Regions from separate parts of the Zea mays genome. Here all the other regions are linked to region 1. The links are chromatin contacts, called in public Hi-C maps. All regions are on one chromosome and are shown on one strand. The core of a region is the stretch at or near the end of the contact, and the rest is flanking DNA. Distances in the headings are between cores, read along the strand shown. Region 1 holds the start of LOC100193721. Region 2 holds the start of LOC100280288. Region 3 holds the start of LOC103643388 (apomucin).

What was found. A called contact is a pair of places that touch in the nucleus more often than the background predicts.
Region 2: a contact with region 1 is called in a Hi-C map of tassel, with 5 times the contacts expected there. The contact joins the promoter of LOC100280288 here to the promoter of LOC100193721 in region 1. A contact is called at or near these places in 13 of 25 Hi-C or Micro-C datasets (bundle sheath, ear, endosperm and 4 more) and 1 of 3 datasets of contacts at active chromatin or transcription factors (leaf).
Region 3: a contact with region 1 is called in a Hi-C map of bundle sheath, with 4 times the contacts expected there. The contact joins the promoter of LOC103643388 here to the promoter of LOC100193721 in region 1. A contact is called at or near these places in 2 of 25 Hi-C or Micro-C datasets (bundle sheath and leaf).

Annotation. Positions count from the first base shown.
Region 1 is chr1:230,911,768-230,915,558 of Zm-B73-REFERENCE-NAM-5.0, reverse strand. LOC100193721 reads left to right here and starts at 1,868. Exons shown (of 2, transcript NM_001358872.1): 1 at 1,868-3,067; 2 at 3,492-3,791. The coding sequence starts at 2,007. It also overlaps the pseudogene LOC109942127.
Region 2 is chr1:231,043,249-231,046,911 of Zm-B73-REFERENCE-NAM-5.0, reverse strand. It overlaps LOC100280288, which reads right to left and starts at 2,142. Exons shown (of 14, transcript NM_001153216.2): 1 at 2,030-2,142; 2 at 1,788-1,922; 3 at 1,055-1,141; 4 at 646-717; 5 at 330-540; 6 at 118-236.
Region 3 is chr1:231,142,488-231,146,343 of Zm-B73-REFERENCE-NAM-5.0, reverse strand. It overlaps LOC103643388 (apomucin), which reads left to right and starts at 1,256. Exons shown (of 5, transcript XM_008666551.4): 1 at 1,256-1,460; 2 at 1,571-1,897; 3 at 1,998-2,183; 4 at 2,304-3,389; 5 at 3,488-3,844. The coding sequence starts at 1,391. The coding sequence ends at 3,579.

The sequences.
Region 1 (3,791 bases), core at 619-3,118:
GCATGGCCCAAATGACAAAAAGAGACGCCAAGCTCGTGGGCTACTAGATTATCTCAAGGATTTTGATTTTGTGTTTCATTTACACATGATGTTGATGATCCTGGGCTATGCAAATTCTCTATCACTTTGTTTACAAAGGAAGGATCAGGATATATTGGAGGCCATGACAGAGGTAAAATTAACAAAGCAAAAATTTCAACAAATTAGAGATGACGGTTGGGAATCTTTGATAAAGACAATATATTCATTTTGTGAACAGCATGATATTCCAAAGTTGGACATGGAAGAGGAGTACATTGATCGCCATAAACCAAGGAAAAAGTCAAATCGAACTAACTATCAACATTATAGATGGGATTGTTTAAACTCAGTTATTGACTTGCTACTCATTGAGTTCAATGATCGCTTTGGTGAAACAAATTCTAATTTGCTAACTTACATGGCTGCTCTTAGCCTGAAGGATTCTTTTGGCAACTTCAATTTGGAGAGCTTAATGGAATTAGCTAAGCACTATTTCGATGATTTCAGTCCAGAGCAATTGAAGGATCTTGCTCATGAACTTCCAATTTACATTGACAATATACAAGCTGATGAAAGATTCTCTAATCTGAATACTATTACTGAACTTGCTAAATTGATGGTGGGCACAAAGAAGCATCTTGCTTTTCCTCTGGTCTACGTCTTCTAAAGCTAGCACTTGTTTTGCCGGTTGCTACTGCATCTGTTGAAAGGTGCTTCTCTGCAATGAAAATTGTGAAGACGATACTACGTAATCGCATTGGTAATCAGTTTATGAATGACTGTATCATTTGCTTTGTTGAGCCTGCCATGATAGCTACAATTTCCGATGCTGTTATAATTGATCGCTTTCAAAAGATGAAGAATCGCCCGCAGAATGCTTCTATGAGAGGTAAATCTTGACTTTGTTTAAATAATGTTATTTTGACTTAATATTACATTATATGGTAGTACATATTGAATTGAAATTGGAACATTTTTTACACATCAATTGCACTGTGACATCATTAGTAAAAAATTCTACATCCGCCCCTGGTGAAGGACTATTCTAGTTGCGTGACAGCATCTCAAAACAGTTAAAATATCGCTGCCATTAATGTGTGTCAGCATCTGAAAGTTGTGATTTGTCTTTTTACAGTCCAACTTGTTCCACTTGTTGTGATGATTGAACATCGGCCTCAAGCAACTGGATATTTTGTATGCGCAATGAGGTGGTCTCCAAAGCATAAACGTTCAGAATGGCAGCACCGATAAAACTAAGGTCTCATGAAGGATCAATATATTATGATATTTAGGGTGTATTTATTTCTCGCTTAAATTATATAAGCTAGATTATGATGGAAGAGTATAAAGATAAAATATCATTTTATAATCACAAATAAGCTGAAATAAGCTATCCAACGTTAGCTTATTCAGGTTATTTAAAGTCTCAAAGTGATATTTTATCTTTATATCTTTACGCTATAATTCAGCTTATATAATCTAGAAGAAAAATAAATAAGACCTTAGTATGACCTATTTTTTTTCCTAGCCTTGTGCAAAAACAATGTAGAGCCTTGTGCAAGAACAATGTAGCTCATAGCACGGCTGCGTCTGTACATAGCACAAGTTTTTTTTAAAAAAAAGAAGATAATGAATCGTTATAGAATGAACGAAACCATTTGCTAAACTATGAACGAGACTGTGTATATACATAGCACGACTGCGTATGTACGTAGCACGGTGGGTCTTGGTCTTGGCTGTTTAGAATTGACCTTGCGTGGACAAATTCCAAGTCTTCACTCGTTTTTGATTCGTTAGCGTTCCCTTCACAGGTCACAGCTTTCTATTTACGAGGTGAGGTCCCTACGCATTTGCAGCCATCTTCTCTCCTTCCTGCACCGTCGAGCATCCTTCCATTCCCATACCTCGTGTCGTGAGAGGAGAGCATAGCAGAGCAGAACGTCCTTCCATTTCCATACCTCAGGAAGGCAGCTCAATCCGCTGCGATGGATGACGCTTTGCTCTCGGCCTTTCTGCAATCCCTTTACCAGGTCATGGTGTACCTTCTGAAGGAGGAGCAGTCTGAACGCCATCTCGAGGAAGGGAGGAAGCAATTAGTCTCTAAGCTGGGCATGATCCAAGCTGCCCTCGGGACCGCCGAGAAGAAGACGCAGCTGTCCGCGTCGGAGGAGGCGTTCTTCGCCAGCCTGAAAGACGTCAGCTACCAAGGGTCGGAGGCGCTGGACGAGTACTGCTACGAGGTCCAGCGCCGCAAGGTGATCCGTCCCGCCACCCGTCTGCGTAACAGCACCGTAACTACCGTCTTGAATCCTTCACGCGCGATGTTTAGGCATAATATGGAGAACAAGTTCAAGGATTTTGCCGACAGGATTGATGGCATCAGAAATATACAAGAGATGCTCCTGGACCTCCAAGCGCAGAATGGTCAGCCATGTGATGGTGGCGGGAACGAGCGGACCTCCTTGCTTCCTCCGACCGTGGTGTGCGGTAGACACGGCGATGAGGAGAAGATCGTAGAGATGCTTCTTCGACCTGACCCGAAGCCCGGCAATGTCGTGGCGGTCTTGCCGATCGTGGGGGAGGCCTACATCGGGAAGACAACCGTGGCTCAGCTGGTCCTCAAGGCCGAGCGTGTGGCGAAGCACTTCGAGCTGAAGCTGTGGGTTCATGTGACACATCAGTTCAGCATAGAAAGGATCTTTTCATCTATCATAGAATCCATACAGTGCTCTCAATTTCAAAGCCATAGCCTCAACACCCTCCACACGAGCCTGGACCGGCTGCTGCGAGGGAGAAGGTACCTCCTCGTCCTGGACGACTACTGGAACGAGAGCTGGGAGGACTGGGACATGCTCAAGCGTTCGTTCCTCAGCGGTGCTCCAGGAAGCAAGATCATAGTGACGACGAGGAGCGAGAATGTTGCTGGGCTTGTTCGTACGTTAGGCCCGCACAGGTTGCAGCGTCTGGAAGAAGAGGACTGCTTGTCATTGTTCAGCCAGTGCGCCCAAGGCACGGAGCATCATGCACATGTCCCAGACGACACAAGGTACTTCTCAAATCCTCACTACAACTTTACTTTATTTTGTAGCTTTAGATCTTTATAATTGAATTTCATTCTAATAATTATAATTTAGGCATGAGTCGATTAAGCTATTATAATTTTAGACTAATATATTTGTTTATACCATTGTTGTCAGATGAGAGAGAGTATATTTATGTGCTATATTTTTAATATAGAGAAGCGAGCCGAAGAATGTGTTATAAATTGTAGAGTAAATATAGTCTGAAGATATATAAAATCGGTTTCCATCTCTCCACAACGTATTTTTGAGATAGGCTTACATTTAAACTTTAAAAAGTGGTAAAATGTTAAATTCTAAACTAATAGCCTACTCTATTAAAATTAAAGGGTCCAAACGGCCCCTAAACGCATTTTGGGTAGAACAATAAGACAATGTTTGTTTTGGCAGACTGAAGGAAGAAGTTCTACGCAAGTGCAGGGGTGTACCCTTCATAGCAGCAAGCTTGGGATACACCATTAGACTGCGCCAGGAGAACGACAGAAGCAAGTGGGCAGATATTTTGCGGGAGGAGAAATGGGACTCCAGCACCAGCCATTTCAACAGAGCCCTACGGCTGAGCTACGTGCAGCTGGATTACCATCTCAAGCCCTGCTTCGCGTACAGCTCCATCATCCCGCATAAGTTCCAGTTCGAGAAGGAATGGCTCATCAGGCACTGGATGGCTCAGGGCTTCATACCTGACGCCGG
Region 2 (3,663 bases), core at 893-3,392, 130 kb before region 1:
ACAAAAATTTAGGGCCACTGGATTCATATATGCAACTTATTGTGGTTTCAGCAATACATACTATAGGAAGACGGAACAATATCATTTGGCATAAACAGATATGGGTCTTAGTTATACCGCAGCAAGAGGGTCCTCAACATGAATCAACGAAGCTGGGGGGATATCATCTGTAGAAATCATTCCTCTACCTTTGTTTGGTGTTGAAATACTCTCTATAACAATTTTATGAGGTTGTCCTGTCAATTAGTCAAACAATATTTGTTGTTAAGTACGCATCCCATAGAAGAAAATAGCATGGACTGCACAAAGTATGCATAAGAAGTTCTAACCTGCAAGAGGCAAATCTCTATCCTTGCTATCACAGTTTGATGTCCCAGCTTCATTGACACTTTCATGCTTCTCTAAAATCAACTTCAGCTCTTGTTCTATGTTACTCTTCCCCGAAGAAGTCACTTCCTGGCTCAATGCCACCTCTAAATCATGTATTGCAGATGAATAATTCTTGAGCGCTGTTTTTACCATTCCCTTCCTGTACCAAGCCTGAAATGCAAAAATAGGCAAAATGAGAAGAGTGGCTTCCATGCTTTGCTTGAATTATACAAAACAGAGACATCAGTATAATTATGTAAAACAGCAATGTCATGCCTTAGAATAATTAGGAGAAATGGTTATGGCCCTGTCACAGTCCCTTAGAGATTCTTCGAACAGACCTAATTTCTGCATAGTTGAGAAAAAAATGATTAGAATACAGAAACTCTTCAGCCAAAAGGACAAAGTAATATTATTTTCAGTGATAGAAATAAATAGTAGCAGAAAACACATTTAGTACATCAATTCCAGCTTTTCAATTTTTTCAAAAATCTTGACCAACTGACTCAAACTGTGGAACTGTGGGTATAGACTTGTTCTGCTATCCACCTGCCATGAGTATATCTTCACGTCCTATTTTCAGCCTAACAGACTCAAATACTTATCGAACTCAATACTAAAAATCTAAAATGGCACCAAGTTGTCCACTGTTCATATTCTGCAAACAAGTAAATGGAAGACTAACATGCATGGTGGAGGCTCGATTGACATATAATGAAGATACCAAGTTCACATCCATGCCACCCGAATTAATTGGGACATGGCGCAATGCCTGCAAGATATAATTTAAACAACCTGTTATTGTCATGATATAATATTCAACAATCAGCCACCATTACAAATGGATGGATGGGGATCAGTTGTGTAAATATGCCACTATTTTAACATTCTAACTGTCCACAAACTTCAATGGTGAAAAATACAATTGCTTCTGAACTTGGTGAAAGAAGTTAGCTACTGGATTCTTTATAATCATAGTTACAAAAGTATAATGAACTAGCCACAATTGATAAGTTTTTCTATCTAATGAACTGCAAATTCTAGCATGATTGCACAACTGCTTAACTTTGGTGTTACAATAGGTAAAAAAAATTGTAATCATAGCTACAGAGACATCTGTTTTTTAAGTGTTAAATCCAAAAGATTGTATATTTGGTGTGAAACACTGAAACATTAGACTCATTTAAGCTTACCAACCAATCCCAATGTTGCAGATATATACCGTTTATTCTGTGATTATTTTAACTGTTCCATCCCGTTAATATGATTTCTTGACACAGCAACAAACAAAGATGTTCGATTTAAGAACCACCTGACTCTTATTTCACAAAATATCAATCAGCTTTACAGCCATTACGTAATTTCGACCAACCAATGTGAACATTAAATCCGCACGTTCCAAATGAGTAGGCGCAAACCTGCGAATAGAACCTGAGAGCTTTCCCGAACTCCCTCCTAGAGAAGCACGCGTTGCCGTGGCCCTTCAACTCTACAGCCTTCACCTTGTCTTTGCGACACAACGCAAGCTCGGGGTCGGTCAGTTCTTGCATAACCTTGCAGTCGGAAACAGCCATTCAGACCCAGCGACCTAGCAGCCAAGCTCAGGTCTCCTTGGGTAGAGGGGAATCGATAAACTAAAGGGTAGGGTGGCGGTGGTTACCTGGTGGAAGAGAGGAAGGCTGTCGAAGAAGGCGAACAGGCGAGAGGTGGTGTTAGCTAGATCGGCGGCCGTGCCCTCGCCGACGGCCCGCCGGAGGTCGGGCGGCACCGCCGATTTGAGCCGTTCCATGGAGAGCCCGTGGCGGCGGCCGGAAAGAGAGGGTGAATTAGTGACGTCAGCCGGGCTATTGAGCGAATTTCTACAAAGTGTCGGTCCACTCATGAGGAAACATTTTCGGCAGAAGGAAAACGTTTATTTAGGGCTACTTTCCCATTTTTTTCAAGTTATTTTTATTTTCTCAAGAGAAAAATAGTTTTTTTTTGGAATATGGAAAACACTTGAAAAAGTAGAGTTGTCAAACTAGACTTAGAGCTAGTTTGGCAACCCTATTTTTCAAGGATTTTCATTTTTCCAAGTAAAATGAATTTATTTTTTTTTAGAAAAATGGGAATCTCTCGAGAGAAAAATATAATTCCCTTTCGGAATTCCCGGGAATTGAGTAGGAAATTAAATTAACTTCCATTCAATCCTCAAAATCCTAGAGTAGATTTATATTTTTAAACTAGCCCTTAGTCTCTTTATTAAACTCTCATCGAATCCCTATTTAACCCCCTTGATCGAAAAACATATTTTTTTATCTTCTCCACCTTTAAAATGGTATATGAATAATCAGCGAAGACAAACCTAGGGAGGGAGCTAGTTTGGAAATTAGGAGAAAACCTAGGGAGAGAAACCCCATAAATAACTAAATATCCTATTCAAATCTTACCTAAGTGGATCTTTACTCTAAAAATGGAAGGGATCCCAAGAAGGATTTAGGTTTCCAAAATAGTTCTAAGGGTCAGTTTGGAAACCCATGTCTCCTCCAGGATTAGAGGGAATTAAAAGAGAAATTAGCTCATTCCCATCTCAATCCCGTCCAATTTTGAAGAAGATTTAAGTTTCCAAACTAGCCCTAAGTGTCGTATTCAAATAACACCCCTACTCACCTAGGAAAGATAGGGATCTTAAAAATATCTGAGTTTCCAAACTAGCCCTTAATGTGTTGACCCTAAAGACCCCTAAACAAATTCTCTCCCAAAGTCTTTTGCATGTATACTAACTCTAAGGTTATCTCCAGCAAACTCTCTATCACACCTCCTATTTCAAACTACACTATATAAACAGTGTAGTTTATAGTGCAAAACATGTTTTACGTGGCTATATGCACGATCTGGTCTATTTTGCACTGTAGACTGCACTGTTTATAGAGTGGAGTTTGAAATAAGAGATAGGGATGAGTATGCTGATGGAGGGCTAGGGTTTCTGTTCAAGGGCTTCTCTGAAGGAGTTGGAGCCTTTTTGTAGGAGACACAATCTATAGCCCCTTTAAAAATAATTTTGACTCATTTTTTACTAAAACAGCTCTAAATAGTTTCTTCCATAGAGGAATCCTACCAAGTAGGACCTAAATGTGTTCCATTATACATGGCCATTTGACTCACCTAGCCCGATATGATACAGGCCCAGGACAAACATGGCACCTTAAGCCATCGAGTCAAGCCTAACTGGATATTATGTTTAACCAATGGCCCAAGCACAGCATGTTAAGCCATTTTTTGAGAGCACCTAGAGGGGGGTGAATAGGTGATCCT
Region 3 (3,856 bases), core at 7-2,506, 230 kb before region 1:
ATCATATGTGTTGTACTATCTTATGTCGCATTAGACTATCTTATGTCATTTGAAAAAAAATATCCTATGCTATATTAGATTATTATGTGATTCGAATTTTGTCATTACAGTCGAACTATTGTGTTGGACATGGACTATATTGTCATACTGATTTATGGCCTATACAATACTCCTGGTGCAACTGTCTTACACGCGAACTAGATTCTAGTTAATAAATAAGCAATTCATGCATTATCCAACAAGTATCAAGTATCCACATGTATCCGGCAAATAATATCCGTACCCGTCACTTATCTGCCCGAATAAATATTCATCATTGAGATTTTTAGTCTTAAATCATTTGGTAAGATGTTTTTGTTTAATATTAGAATTCTAATTTGTTGTGATATCTTCTATGTCAAAAAGACGCATAAAAATTCATATAAATGTCAGAACGAATGGCACATATGCAGAGCAAAAACTCGTGGAAGAGCTTCGCTATGTTCAAGTTCAATTCTACTTGATCATAGATATTGTCATGCTCTATTCCGTGGGTGACTCCGATGCAATATTCGGCCGGCGTACCCTGGTGCTCCGGTACTTGTACTTGAAGTTGAAGCAGTGGCAGTGGCCCTGGCACCCAAGACAAGAGCGCAATTGGGAGTACAGAAAGATTTCCCCATACATGTCATCAAAGAAGAAAGAATTCCGCATGAAGCAGGCCGCGCACAGGCACAGCCCACCGGAGAAACGGTCTAGTGAAGTCAAACAGGCTGTGCACAGGCACACACAGCCCAGAGGCCACATCAGAAATTGGTCAAGCGAAGTGAATGGAATAGATCAATAGACCGCCTCGGATAGGAGAGAAAAGTTATCCCAGGGGCCAGGTCCGAGCCAGGCAGCCTCCAGAGTCCCAGGAGCAGAAATCAGGGTCTGGGTGCACACCTCAACCGGCCTCATCCAAACATCCAAATACGGTATGCCGACAAGCAGAAGCACTGAAGCAGGCAAAGGATCGACGCGGCACGGTGGGGTTGCATGCCCCCCACCGGCGTGCCCATGCCCCGCCAGGCCGCCACCTGACGGGCCACGAGACCACGAGATCTCATCAAGCGTGATCATCCCATTCCAAAGTTCCAGTCGCTTCTCCCTGCCCAAGCCCAACCGAAGCACGGCAGTTTCTGCACCCGCCACGCGTCCGCCTGCCCTCCCGGCCATAAACCACGTGTGCGTCGAGGTGGCCCTCGCCTCCCCGGCCCGCTCCTATTATATCCTCCTCATCGTCGAGCACCCCTCAACCCACGCACCAACTCTCGCCATTGCCAGTCAAGCTCGCTATAAGCAGCCAGATATTCAGGACCACCGATCACGATCCCAAAAACAGCGGCTCTGTGTCGCGACGTCGACGGCGATGGACGCTCCGGCCATGTTCGCGCGCAAGCAAGTCCCCGATGACTTCGGCCTCCGGAACATCGGCGAAGGTGAGTTATTATTAAGCTACGACCCCGCCGGCCAACCCAGTCGATCGCTAGTATGCACTAAGAACTACGCGTCCTCTCTCTCACCTTACTCTGTGATGCCGCGCGTGCAGCTGAGGACGAAGGAGCCGGGGCCCAGGCCCAGGCCCAGCTGCACCGCGACGAGAAGCAGCACAAGCCGGCCGTGCTGAAGAAGGTGAAGGAGAAGGTGAAGAAGATCAAGAACACCCTCGCCGGCCACGGCCACGGCCACGACGGTGAGCACGGCGGCGGCGAGCGCATGGGAGACGCGGACGCCGGCAGCGACAGCAGCGAGGAGGCGGAGGAGGACGCGGCGGAGAGGGAGGCCGCGCTGGAGAAGGGCGGCTACATGGAAGATGTCGAGGACAAGCCCCTCGTCATGGAGCCGGAGCCCAACCCCGAGCTGCACGGCGCGCCGAGTAAGTGCTCCTACCTGTTAATCGGCACCGGGTGCTAGGCTGATTCGGTCACAAGAAGTCTTTGTGTACTTACGTGTCTGCGCGATCCGTCCGTCTGCAGTGTACGAGTCGGCGAGGGCACCCGCCGTGCAGGACCTCATCGCCGAGTACGATCAGCCGGCGTGGACACCGGCGGTGCAGGAGGTGGAGGGCGACGGCTCCGCACCTAGGGTGCGGCTCGGTGATATCGGCGGCCCCGTCGTCGAGGATCCAGCCGCGCCGCGCTCCACGACGCCCACCGCGCGAGGTATGGCACACGCCGACTCGAACTCGATCATGGCACTCTGTTCCATCTTTTGTTTGGCACTCTACTCGTGTTGCGCTCGCAAGTGACACGTTTCCTTCTCGTCGATGTGCTAATCTGCAGAGGGTGAGGACATAGGTACGACGCCCGTGGTGCGGCAGTTTGAGACCATGAGCTTATCCGACGACCCGACGCACGTGGGCGCGGGCAAGAAAGGCGCCAAAGCAGAGGAGTGGAAAGACAAGGCCGCGGACACGGTGCGCGGTGCGGACGGTGGCGGTGGCGGTGGCGCTAGCTACACGGACACTCTCAAGAACGCGGCTGCCGGCACCACGGAGTACGGCAAGAAGCTAGCGAGCACGGTGTATGAGAAGGTTGCCGGCGTCACCACGGCTGTGGGCGTGGGGAAGCGCGGCGACGAACGCACGGAGGCAACGCCGGCGTCGAACACCCGCACGGAGGAGCGCGGAGCGGCCCCCGAGGCCACGGATGCGACGAGAGGCGCAGGGTACACCGACAAGATCAAGTCGGCGGCCGCGGGCACCACTGGGTACGGCAGGCAGCTGGCGTCCACCGTCTACGAGAAGGTCGCCGGTGTCGGCACTGCCGTCGCGCCCAACCTCCGTCCGCAGGAGGGCTCGGCCAAGGCGGAAGGCGCACACAGCGAGGCGACGCCGGTATCGGACACCGGCGTTGAGGAGTGGAAAGGCGCCCCGGCTGCCACGGACGCGGCCAACGGCGCGTCGGGGCCGGCGGGCTATACTCACAAGGTCAAGTCCGCGGCTGCGGGCACCACGGAGTACGGCAAGCAGCTGGCGAGCACAGTGTACGAGAAGGTCGCCGGCGTCGGCACCGCCGTGGCGGGCAAGGTGCAGCAGGCCACACAGTCGCCCAGCACGGCGACGCCGGGAGCCGACGCGCAGCAGGACACGGACGCCGCCGCGACGGCCACCCCCGGCGCCGGCGGGCAGTCCAAAGGAACGACCGTCACGGGGTACATCGCCGAGAAGCTCCGTCCGGGCGACGAGGACCGCGCGCTCAGCGAGGCGATCTCCGGCGCCGTGCAGCGCCGCAAGGAGGACGTCGGGGGCACGGTAGCGCAGCGCGTGCCGGCGCCAGGCCAGGTGGTGACCAAAGCGCGCGAGGCCGTCGCGTCGCTCACCGGCGGGAAGCGGGTCTCGGAGACCGTGCAACCCACCACAGCAACAGGTACATTGGAACAATTGAACTTTTTTGTTTTTTGCAGAACGAACTCGCCATTAGCGGAGCTGACGAGACGATCGAGCTCTGTCCTCTGTGGGTTGCAGGGAAAGATGTGAAGGAAGTCTATGCGGCGGAGGCGCCTGTGATCCATGGGGAGGAGATCGGCGGCCCGAAGCTGAACACCAATACCATGTGAGCTGCTCATGGAGAGCGCGGGTGATCTCTGAGTATTGTGTCAGGTTTGTGTACACAGTACACGTGAATGGTGTGGTTTGCGCTGTGGAGTAGAGTAGGAGCTGGAATAATAAGCGTGCTGGTTGCGTTCGCCGTGGTGCGCTTTGGTTTTACGTGTGCGTGTGATTGTGGATCTACGAGTAGTTGTACGTATACATATATGTATATGTGTATCTAACTATGTATACGTATACGTTGAAGGAAAATTGTTCTGTTTTTTTTACGAACGTGAACCATGC